Linked DNA regions of Arabidopsis thaliana: region 1 is linked to region 2. A link is a contact called in public ChIA-PET data. All regions are on one chromosome and are shown on one strand. The core of a region is the stretch at or near the end of the contact, and the rest is flanking DNA. Distances in the headings are between cores, read along the strand shown.

Evidence for each region. ChIA-PET counts read pairs in DNA pulled down with a chosen protein or histone mark.
Region 1: an H3K4me3 ChIA-PET map of shoot shows a contact between it and region 2, with 13 read pairs. The contact joins the promoter of AT4G27100 here to the promoter of ATRBP45C in region 2. A contact is called at or near these places in 2 of 26 Hi-C or Micro-C datasets (root and rosette leaf) and 1 of 2 datasets of contacts at active chromatin or transcription factors (shoot).

What each region holds. Positions count from the first base shown.
Region 1 is chr4:13,594,198-13,600,206 of TAIR10.1, reverse strand. It overlaps AT4G27100 (Ypt/Rab-GAP domain of gyp1p superfamily protein), which reads right to left and starts at 4,749. Exons shown (of 11, transcript NM_001036653.2): 1 at 4,273-4,749; 2 at 3,569-3,664; 3 at 3,358-3,461; 4 at 3,093-3,232; 5 at 2,902-3,000; 6 at 2,692-2,814; 7 at 2,513-2,601; 8 at 2,293-2,398; 9 at 2,111-2,208; 10 at 1,694-2,038; 11 at 1,244-1,598. The coding sequence starts at 4,362. The coding sequence ends at 1,587. AT4G27090 (Ribosomal protein L14) reads left to right here and starts at 4,955. Exons shown (of 5, transcript NM_118843.4): 1 at 4,955-5,022; 2 at 5,248-5,349; 3 at 5,642-5,771; 4 at 5,840-5,952. The coding sequence starts at 5,020. COBL11 (COBRA-like protein 11) reads left to right here. Exons shown (of 4, transcript NM_118845.3): 4 at 12-1,163. The coding sequence ends at 971.
Region 2 is chr4:13,556,593-13,561,940 of TAIR10.1, reverse strand. ATRBP45C (RNA-binding (RRM/RBD/RNP motifs) family protein) reads left to right here and starts at 4,026. Exons shown (of 7, transcript NM_118834.4): 1 at 4,026-4,492; 2 at 4,580-5,045. The coding sequence starts at 4,178. EMB2788 (ribosome 60S biogenesis amino-terminal protein) reads right to left here and starts at 3,967. Exons shown (of 16, transcript NM_001341833.1): 1 at 3,776-3,967; 2 at 2,376-3,477; 3 at 1,541-2,273; 4 at 627-1,116; 5 at 294-442; 6 at 1-175. The coding sequence starts at 3,812.

The DNA of each region.
Region 1 (6,009 bases), core at 3,500-5,999, 38 kb before region 2:
GTTTGGTTTAGGTTTACAAGGTACCACCTGATCAGAACAGAACAGCATTCTTTCCTCCTCGAAACTGGAAGATTGATGGTATAGTGAATCCGACGTACAAATGCGGACCACCTATTCGGGTGGACGCGACCCCGTTCCCTGACCCTAGCGGTCTCCAAGCCACAACCTACGCTATCGCCAGCTGGCAAGTCATCTGCAATATAACCAAGCCTAAACCACAAGCTGCACGTTGCTGCGTCTCCTTCTCAGCCTTTTACAACGACTCGGCCATTCCTTGTAACACCTGCGCTTGCGGCTGCAAAGATATCGATACCGACACTTGCAACGCCAATGCCCGACAGCTTCTCCTCCCTACTGACACACTCTTGGTACCGTTTGATAACCGAACGCTCAAGGCAAAGGTATGGGCAAAGCAGAAGCACATGGCTTATCCAAAGAAACTTCCTTGTCCTGACAACTGCGGAATCAGCTTAAACTGGCATCTTAACTCGGATTACGGTAATGGGTGGTCCGCAAGAGTAACTTTGTTTAACTGGGGAAATAATGCAGTGGAGGATTGGTTTGGGGCTTTGGATTTAGGCAAAGCTGGTTTAGGATATGAGAATATTTACTCCTTTAATGGATCAAGAGTTCCACCTAAGAACCAGACCATTTTCTTCCAAGGACTTCCTGGTATGAACTACTTGATTGGTATCACAAACGGAACGAATCCTGCGAGAGACCCGCAGATTCCCGGGAAAATGCAGTCGGTTATCTCGTTTAAGAAGAAGAATTTGGGGAGTTTGAATATCATAGGAGGAGATGGATTTCCTAAGAGAGTTTTCTTCAATGGAGAAGAATGTGAGCTTCCTAAGTATTTCCCTAAAAAGAGTTCCGGGATGAGATTATCCGGTATCCGATTCTTGCCTTCGATTCTTCTCGCGATCACAACATTTCATGCGATCACTGATCGCTTACTAACTGGTGTGTAGATGCTTTAGTTAATTATGTAAATTGATTTCTGTTTAGCCATGTCATGCTCAAGAAACTTGAAGAGAACGTTTTGTATATGTATCTCTCTATTCACAGTTTTGGTTGATCCAAGAAACTTGTATCCATAATCGGAAAGGAACTAAAGCAGATTGATTCTCACTCATTAGTTATTATTACACTCTTGGCCTCTTGACCTCTTTACTTCATAAACCGATTTCCTCTGTTTCTGGTCAAATCAACACGATCCAGATATTTATCTGAAACACTTCTTACCCCAAGTTTCAAAATATTTCTTCTTTTAGAACATAAAATGATCATTTGTAAACTTAAGAACAATCTCTTTCCTTTTTATTTTCCCGTTAGTAACAAAAACCATGTTTGTTTATATATGAAGGGATACAACATAAACTTTTATGAACAGCTTACTAAGTATATTTTTCTTGTGTGTGTGTATGTGTGTTAAGGGTTATTCAAGGCTCCAAGGTTCTCCCAGCTTCCACCCAAAAAAATCGTTAGAAAAAACGATAGGAAGATTCGGTTCCTCCCCAGATTTAGCGAATTACAAAAGAAAGCTTCTCATGATTCGGCGGCAGAATCATGAATGTTTACCAATGCTATTTCTTAGCCTGCAATAAGAGAGAAGACCACAGAAGAGAGAACTTTCAGACAAAACTTTGAGAGAGACAGAAGCCCAGGCAGATCAAAGAAACATAGAAATAACCTTTCTTAGATATCTCTTGTGAATTTTTATGGCTCCAGAACATGTTTTTTTGGCATCCAAGTTCCCAGTCGTATCGTTAAGTATCTTAACAACATCGTCGAGTCCACGAGCTTCAGTCATTAGCTTATAACTCTTGTCTTTCAAGACACTGGCCACTAGAAATACCGATATAGGTAAAGGACCTTCTGCACTTTTTCCTCCATTCCTCATGTTTTGCCTCTCATACTTTCCACATTGCTTAATTGACTTCGGTTTACCTTTTAACCCTTCTGTTTTCTCATTCCCGCATTGATGCGCCTCATATACATAAAAAAGATCGGGGTCATACTCGAGGGCCCACATCATCTGCAGGAATAGTGTTTGGCATGAGATCAAATACATATAAGAGAGAGTGAGACAAAAAATCAGTATCATTACCTCCCAAAGGTACAGAGAGTCGCAAAATGAGAATTCTCTTCGGAATTGAACCATTAGCATCCGGATGGCAAAGAGATAGTCACCTCCCCCAAGTTTATCTGCATTTATGACCCAGCACTCGATTAACCGCTGAATATATACATATATGCAAAGAAATTGCAGTAGTAGTAGTACTGTAGTACCTAGATGTTGGTGAAGTTTGGGGTCAACAACCTGAGTAATTGAAGACAAATGAGTAAGTTGAGCTTCAACTCCAACAGATCTCCCGGTACTACGGAAATTTCCTCGCTTTTCAATTCGAAAAAATAAAACATGTTTAATACAACCTGATTGCAGAGAGACAGATGTAAACAGTCCATACCAAAAACACAAATACATTGAGAATATGTGTAAGGTGAGTACCAATCGACGCATGAGCCGTTCAAAACACCAAAATGCATCAGCTTCGTCTTCAAGAAGAATAATCATTGGGGAACAAAGATCACTCATTCCTGATCAGATCACCAGTATATAGATAAGAATTTCTCAAGTAAAACTGGTTTTCAAACAAATGATACAATGATATATACATTCGGTTTTACCTTGACAATACCCGACATCGTTGTCTATCCAGGCGTAAACAGACAGAATATCCCAGAGCTTCGATAAGTTCTCCTTTTTCTCATAAAATACCAAGGCCCTGTCTGTACGGTTCACATCAAGACCTGAAAAACATACATTAAGCAACTGAGTGAACCAGATATTCAGTATAGTCTAGCCGGCGATAAAGGAGGCCATGATCAGTCGCTAACCTATCTGGTGAAGTGTTAGCAGCCATTGGATAATTTTTTTATCAAGAGGTCCACGACTTGTGAGCTCTTTAAAAAAAACTGAACCATTTGAGTTTGTACCTGAGAAAGCCACATGAAAACTTCAAATGCCTATTACAAGTTTATGTAAGAGTTCAACATTAAATTTCCGTAATAGAAAGGCAAAATTTTACCTAAATTTATTTCCTGAAGTACAAGAGGATCATAGTTGGGTTGACCATTTTCAGTAATTACAGGTGCGGTAGTAAATCTTCCACTTCCAATGACAGGAAACATTTGCTTACACTCTTCCTTCCAAGAAGCATACTGCAATCTGAAAGAAGAGAATTAGCGGTAGGATTCACAAAACTGAATCGATGGTTTATGAATGAACTGAAAGAAACATGTAATTATGCCAAATGCGATACATATATATAGGATATGAGGACAAAATTCTACCTTCTGCGTTGTCGAATTTGCTCTCTTTCTTCGAATGTGCTCATTGGGTCATAACAACCAAGTAGGAATTCCCATACTTCGCCTCTAATTGATGGATGGATTCCCTATAGATTGATTGTAAAGGAATATTAAAGTAACATAAGTTATCAAAGATACAGAACAAATGAAAGGATAAATCAGTCTTTACAAAGACTTATCCAAACAAACATACCCCTCTTCGGATGCGTCTTAGAGTCTTGCCAATATGGAGAGACCCTTCTTGTACAAATACAGCCTGCCATTTTCTTACACTTAGAGTTTTACCAGGCTGCACAAACATCATAAATATGACCCGTGTTGTCAGCAACATAGCAAAAACTTCCTGGCCTCAACATGATGCAATTATTCATGATACATTATGACCACAAGACATGGAATGATATAGGCTTTTATGGCCTGTAATGTAAAGGTTCAAAATTATTCAATCTAGTTCCAAATTAGTACCAGTCAAGCACATAACCTATCTTCCTATCTTATGTATCTTCCTAAAGACCCTGGAGTCAAGAAGTTAAAATCCTTTCAAGCTTATGTCTGGAAAAAGTGACAATCTCACTAAAACAATCATTCATGTGATGCTACTGAGAAAAAGATCCAGTGGGATCAAGAATATATATGAGACCCTGAACAGCTCCTAAGATCAATATCTCCTCATAAGGAATCAGATTTATGAACATTACAATGTCAGGAACAAATTCACAACAGAGACAATGCATTTTCGAAAACATAGATAACCAGAGAATCTGGATGTAATTGGAACCGAATCAGCAATCACATATCGTATTCGTAATCATAAAACAGAGACGACCCAACGAAGAAGCAAAACTAGAATAAGCAAAAATCGGAGAAAATGAAGAAGAAGGGATCGAAAGAAGTAACCTTGATTTTGAATCTGGTCTTGGGGACATCGGTGCACTCAGGACGAACTTGGTAGTAAGAATCTGCTGGCTCACCTGCGCCTCCCCACATCTCTATCAAACTTTCCCGGGAAAAAAAAGAAATCAAATCCAAATGCTGAGCAAAACAGAAAGAGATACACTTTGGATCGGGGTCCCCTCAAAACTCAGAAGATCGATCAATGAGCAATGATCAATGAAGAAATTAAAGGAAATTTAGGGAGAAAAAGATTGAGAATTTAAGGGGACCCAGCTTGGAGCTTAGTGGATTGGAGTCTAAAGACAGAAACTTTTTTTTTTAGGTTTCTTTCTGCGTATATTATTTTCCTGTCGTCTATCTATCAACTAAGTTTCTTGTATCATTCCTTTTTTCTGGAGATGATGATTGATGAGCTGGTCTCATTACACAATAGTTGTTGCCTCCACAAATAACGGAGTTTCTCCATCACTTCTCTCTAATTTATCTTCTTCCACATGAAAGAGACACTGTGTCTTTTTTTTTTTTTCCCCCAAAAATATCCAACATAAAACGACGCCGTTTTCTCTCTTTACCATATTGGGCGTTTAATGTTGGGCCTTTGTGATATTTATTTAGTAAAGATAGGCCCAAACCACAAAACCCTAGAATGAAGATTATATATAGTGCAAAACCTAATCGATTTTTTCCTCTGCTGTCGCTCGTCTACATTTACACTCGGAGCTTAGACCTTCCAATCTACCGGCGGCGAAAATGGTGAGATATACTCTCTTATTGAGCTAATACCTTGGTTAGTTCGTCTGTGTTCTACGTGATTATCTCCTGTATTTAGCTCATGTTCATAGCACATTTCGGATTTCTTTCTTCTAGATCTTTTTTTTTGGGGATTAGGCTTTTGACGTTCTCAATCAAGTTACGTTTGTGTATAGGTTAGAGTCCAAAGTTGTTAGATTTAATATTTTCTGGTGATTGGTTGTTTAGGGTTTCAAGAGGTACGTTGAGATCGGGAGAGTAGCACTTGTGAACTACGGAGAAGATCATGGAAAGCTCGTCGTTATCGTCGACGTTGTTGACCAGAACAGAGTAAGTTTATTTCATTCTTAGGTTATGAAGATTTCCATCTCTTTATCATGTATGTATTGATGAGTTTCAGCTGTTTTAATGCTTGATTCCGTAATGCTACTGTGTATGTTTCGGTAAATTGTTTGATTAAGGAAAATTTTGATTTAGCTTGAGACTTTGGTTGCATAATTGGCTTACAGTTATAACTCAGTTTGCATCATTGATTGGAGCCTATTGCATTTCCTTGGTGAATATTGAGCTGAATATTGTCTAGTTGTTTTTATGGAGTTCTTATTATGTTCTCGTCATTTAGGCTTTGGTGGATGCCCCTGATATGGAGAGGATCCAGATGAACTTCAAGAGGTTGTCTCTTACCGATATTGTCATTGACATCAACCGTGTGCCAAAGAAGAAGGCTTTGATCGAGGCAATGGAAAAGGCTGGTGAGTGCTGCGTAATGTAAATATTTGAATTTTGAAGTGTTTCAATCTTAACTGGAAAAGTCTTGCAGATGTGAAGAACAAGTGGGAGAAAAGCTCATGGGGTAGGAAGCTTATCGTGCAGAAACGTAGGGCTAACCTTAACGACTTTGATAGGTTCAAGATCATGTTGGCCAAGATCAAGGTCAGTGTGTTAAATTGTTAGATGTTTGAAATTCTGTGGTAGTGTTCATTCATGTCA
Region 2 (5,348 bases), core at 2,777-5,276:
CAGGTAGACCCGTTGTCCTTCTGGAATGCAAGATGATAGGTTTTTCGTTTGACAGGGATTGTGAGAAACAAAGTAACATTCTCAATGGCCTCCATTCGCATAAAGAATCCTTCGATTCATCAACCACCTCAGATAAAACTGACTGGATCAAACATGAGAGTAATTTGGAATCTACCTACAATATTGAATTTAAAGGAAAGATATTGGTATCTTAAGCGGTGAAAACTAGAATATAAACCTAGTGCATGGTAAAAGTAATATACATAGACCTGCGTTTGCAAAAGATATTTTACCTGAGTTTGCAAAAGATATTTCAGTGTGCTGCAGACGTACAGAGATATTGCTGACTTCTCTGGTAAAGACGTTTTAGATTCAGAATTTAGTAGCCTCACACACTTCTGTAGTAGACAAATAATTAGGGGGCTAAAACCAATTGATACACCTGCAACCAACGCAGAGAAGATACACACAAGTCAAAAAAATATTTCTAGGTCTATAACAAGTCCACAGGACAAGTAACTAGGATAAAACTTGCATGAGATTAATTGAATCGTGTTTGATAACCACCAAGTTTTCATCAATTTTATACCAAACCATTGATCTCGAGGGCACAAAAATACCTATACCTTTTAAATGGGACAAGCTACTTCTGACAATGTCCCAGTGCTTGAATAAATTATTTCCAACAGTCGAAACTGCATCACATAAAAAGGACACGACAACTGATGACATGCTCTGTACAGCCTCCTGAAGCTCAAGAGGTAATTTAATCTTTTCAAAACATGGTAGAAACAAGAACCATGCACCAATTTCACTTGGGTTGTTTTCAAATGCACCAGTACTGTTCATAGCTGCCACTGCTAAATTGTACGCTAGATCCTTCACCCCGTTGTGTGGTGAAAAAAGTAACAAATTAATGAACACACGCAAATGCTTGTGCATAAGTGGTGGAATTCTTGTAGGACCTCTGTCACTTTGAGACTTTGGCGTCCAACTGATGTACTCACTTAGCAAAGACAAGAGAGCCCTCTGCAGTTCAACTGGCATACCGAAAGAATTGCTCAGAAATTTCATGAAGATATCAAACGATCCTTCAAGCTCATTAGGTACAGCACGCTGCAAAGATGAAACATGTAGCTTAAAACCAGAACTCATCAAGTACAGATGAGGAGCGTCTAAGCGACCAATAATGCATAGACATCTTTACAATAATAAATAAACTATAGAAACGTGACACAAGAATCGAGACATTTGACCAAAACTGGGTAAGCAACGCATGAACGTTTCCAGTTCTCTAGCTGTCAACTCAACTGGACAAACCACTACAACTCAAAAATCAAACTTCAATTGGTATACATTGCAAGGACTTCAAAACTAATATTTGACAAGGAAAATTTTAAAGGACAGTGCAAAACAATAAGACATCCTGTCACTAGCTATAATCATTAAGCTAGATATTTAAACTAATAACTTTTTTGTGAAGGTTCGGCTTTTTTTCCAACAACACAAACGAAAATAACAATAAGAAAAATCAACGTACCACATAAATCTTGAGGGCATCCAGAAGCTTTATGTGAAAACACATCTCTGCTTCTTCGACCGAATCAATAGGGTTAGAACAAAGCTCTGAAATCCAAATATCTGAAACAATCCCAAGATATTCTTTTTCAGCATCTTCCTGATCTGTCATATGAGCATCCATATTATCCTCAGCCAAAAAGATATCTTTATCAGAACCTACCCCACCAATGACAATATCAACAGCCTCTTCTTCCAAAACATCCTTCTCCGATCGCTTAATGCGTTTTTTTCTTCCTACTAATCCACTATCCAACTCTGCTTCTCTCTTCAATGACAGCTTTTGAGTTCCACTAGAACCGTCCAGAGACTTCAGTACAATCAATAACACCTGGGAATCTGGAAAAAAACTGCTCACTTCACCCATGACGTTCCGCTCAAGAGAAATCTGAATTTGCTCAACCGAGCATCTATGAGATGAACAAAGGTTCCAAGCAGTAAGAAACGAATCCAACAGCCTCAGCGTCTCCAAGAGAAATCTCAAGGTCCCATGTTTCACAAGAAAATCAGAATGTAGCATCCCTTTAGTGATCAGTGACCGGCTAAATGGTCGGGGGCATATGCATTTCATGATAGTCTGAACATCTGAGCCACCAGAAGGAGGTGTAGCACGTTGATCTGGATTGAGAAAGTCAAAAGAACATGAAGTTCTTACTGACGATACCAAATTTGCTGCCAAGGAAATAGAAGAAAACCTGCAATGACTTCAGTTACTAGAATGACAAAACAGCAGAAATTGGACGGTAGACGCAGTAAAATAAAGATAGATACACTTTCGTACTCTGAAGAAGACTAACCAGGATGGTGATGAAAAATCTTCCACATTGTATGGAAACTCGTCCAAGAAATCTGAAGCTAACGACGGTCTACCCCTAACAATGGCTAGAAGCAAATCCCTGTGATAACCAATTTCTGCTGCTCTCAACCCCTTCATGAGCATTAGTAGTCTGTCAGAATTGCCTCTCAACTTTCTCTTTGCATCTGGCATCAATCCATTAGAGGGGTCTGTGCAAACTTTAACAAGAACATCATGGGCCAACTCATTCACAATCCCAGCATCCTCTCTTGCTGAAATGCTGGCTAGATGCTTTAGCGTCACAATTCCAAAAAGAACACTCCTTAGACCAGGAGAAATTAATGATTCTTCAACAAGGATCTTATCCTTTAACGTAGACAAGACAGAAGCCACAGTGTCATCATCATCTTTCCCAAGGCCTGGCAGGACTTTCGAGTACATTTCCTTCTTATTTAACACTGAGCTTAACAATCCAGGCTTCCCAACTTCAAGGAATGATATTGCAAATCCAACAAATGCCTTCCTTGTTGAGTGTTTCTTAACCTTTTCAGTCCCTTGCGTATTATACTCTGCTAGTTTTGCAAAACCCTTAAAATCAAACTTCTTAGCTATCTCTGATGCCATTCCTGGACCACGTCTAACAATCGAAGCTAACAATGAAAGTGCAGCAGACTGTTGTTTTCCCTCTTTGCTGTTCAATTCTTTGTAAATATCATCCAATTTTTCTTCAACAAGTAACCTACCAAACTGGTCAATAGCTCTTCCAATATCAGTTGATCTATCTTTTCCCTCTGGATGACTCAAAATCGTCTGGATAAGCGAGAATATATAGGACAATCCTTGTTTTTCATGTCGAAGCTTCCATGCCTCAAGAAGCTCAGCAAAGTTTGGTGAGCTCTGGAAATAAAGACGCAACAAATCGCCACCGGTTTCTCCCTTCAGTAACTTAACAAATTCTTTTGCAGCATCAGAGCATAGCTTAATCTCATGTAAGCAAATATTATGCAACAATTCTCTAAGCTTAGCTTCGTGGGATGGTCTGAAAGCCATCACTGGAATTTTTCCTACCTCAACATCTCTATTCCCTCCGTCCACCACCATTCCTGATATATCAAACAAAGTATTCAATCAGATAGTAAGAAACTACTTCTCCACCAGTCCACACTGTTCAAGAGAATTAAAAGCTACTCAAAGACAAAAACTTTCAAGGCAATTACAAATAAGTGATACAAGTCTTCATTCAAAGGTAAAGCCAGACAAATTTCAGCTAAAATTTTATTAATTGACTCAAAAATTCCAACAATTAATTCCAAAAAATTCTAATGGTTAGTTTTTTTTTTGTTGGAAAAAACCAAACAGATATTGCTAAAAGAGTCTGCACATGTCAAGCTATTATCGTACCTTGATCTTCCAAGTCTGATGATATTGATTCCGCCATCAAAAGAACACTACAGAGAACTCTTCTCTCTTCGCGGGGTTTTAGTTTTAGGGTTTAACAGGACAAAACATATCGGCGACGCTGAGAGTTCGAAATCAGGCATCTCAATCCCAAACCAATCCCGACCGGTTCGTATCGATTTTTTTGGTCAACCCTAGACTTACTTAACCGGGTTGTTCGAGTGCTCTTATAATGGGCCGAGCTCAAACTTTTATATTGGGCCATATTAGAACCAACTTTTGACTATAAAAAAGAAACAGCGACAGCGAATCTTTCTCTCTCTCTCTCTTTTGCCCTTACGTCCTCGAGCTCAACCCTTTAATTGCATCTACGACAGTCGTACCTTTTGCTAGGTTATCGTCGTCATGATGCAGCAGCCACCTCCAGCTTCCAACGGTGCTGCAACAGGGCCAGGGCAGATTCCTTCCGACCAACAAGCTTACCTCCAGCAGCAGCAGTCGTGGATGATGCAGCACCAGCAGCAACAACAAGGTCAGCCGCCTGCAGGATGGAATCAGCAGTCTGCACCGTCTTCTGGTCAACCACAGCAGCAGCAGTATGGTGGTGGTGGATCTCAGAATCCAGGATCAGCTGGTGAGATCCGGTCCCTGTGGATCGGTGACTTGCAGCCATGGATGGATGAGAACTATCTCATGAACGTCTTTGGTCTTACTGGCGAGGTAATTTTGAAAATCCTGTTGATTTCTGTTTTTAGTCTCTCGTTTTTCTTCTACAAGTATTGAAAGTTTCATCCTTTGTGGTTGCAGGCTACAGCAGCTAAAGTTATTCGCAATAAACAGAACGGATATTCAGAAGGTTATGGCTTTATTGAGTTTGTGAACCATGCTACAGCTGAGAGGAATTTACAGACTTACAATGGTGCTCCGATGCCGAGCAGTGAGCAGGCCTTCAGGTTGAACTGGGCTCAGCTTGGAGCTGGAGAGAGACGCCAGGCTGAAGGGCCTGAGCACACAGTTTTTGTTGGAGACTTGGCACCTGATGTTACCGACCACATGCTTACTGAAACGTTTAAAGCTGTGTATTCCTCTGTCAAGGGAGCTAAAGTTGTGAATGATAGGACTACTGGACGGTCCAAGGGTTATGGATTTGTCAGGTTTGCGGATGAAAGTGAGCAGATTCGTGCCATGACTGAAATGAATGGTCAATACTGCTCATCAAGGCCTATGCGTACTGGTCCTGCTGCCAACAAGAAGCCTCTTACAATGCAACCAGGTATGTTTTGATATTAAGGAGCCTGATATCTGATCACTTATGAATAAGTTGAGTGATGATATGACTCACTTTGTCTTACACTGTCTATGTTAGTTGATTGTCTTTTCTTTGGGGTACTCCTTTACTGCTATCTTTCTGATTACTGGAGAATCTGTCTACCCTTTTCTCCCGCTTCTTGCCTTTCAGCTCTTCAAAGAATTTAATATCGCAAAACATCCTAAAACTTATAAGAAAAAAACTCATGTTGTCTTTAAGCAGGAGAACAAGAGGCTCTCTTTCGGGGGCCTGGAACTGATTTCAGCT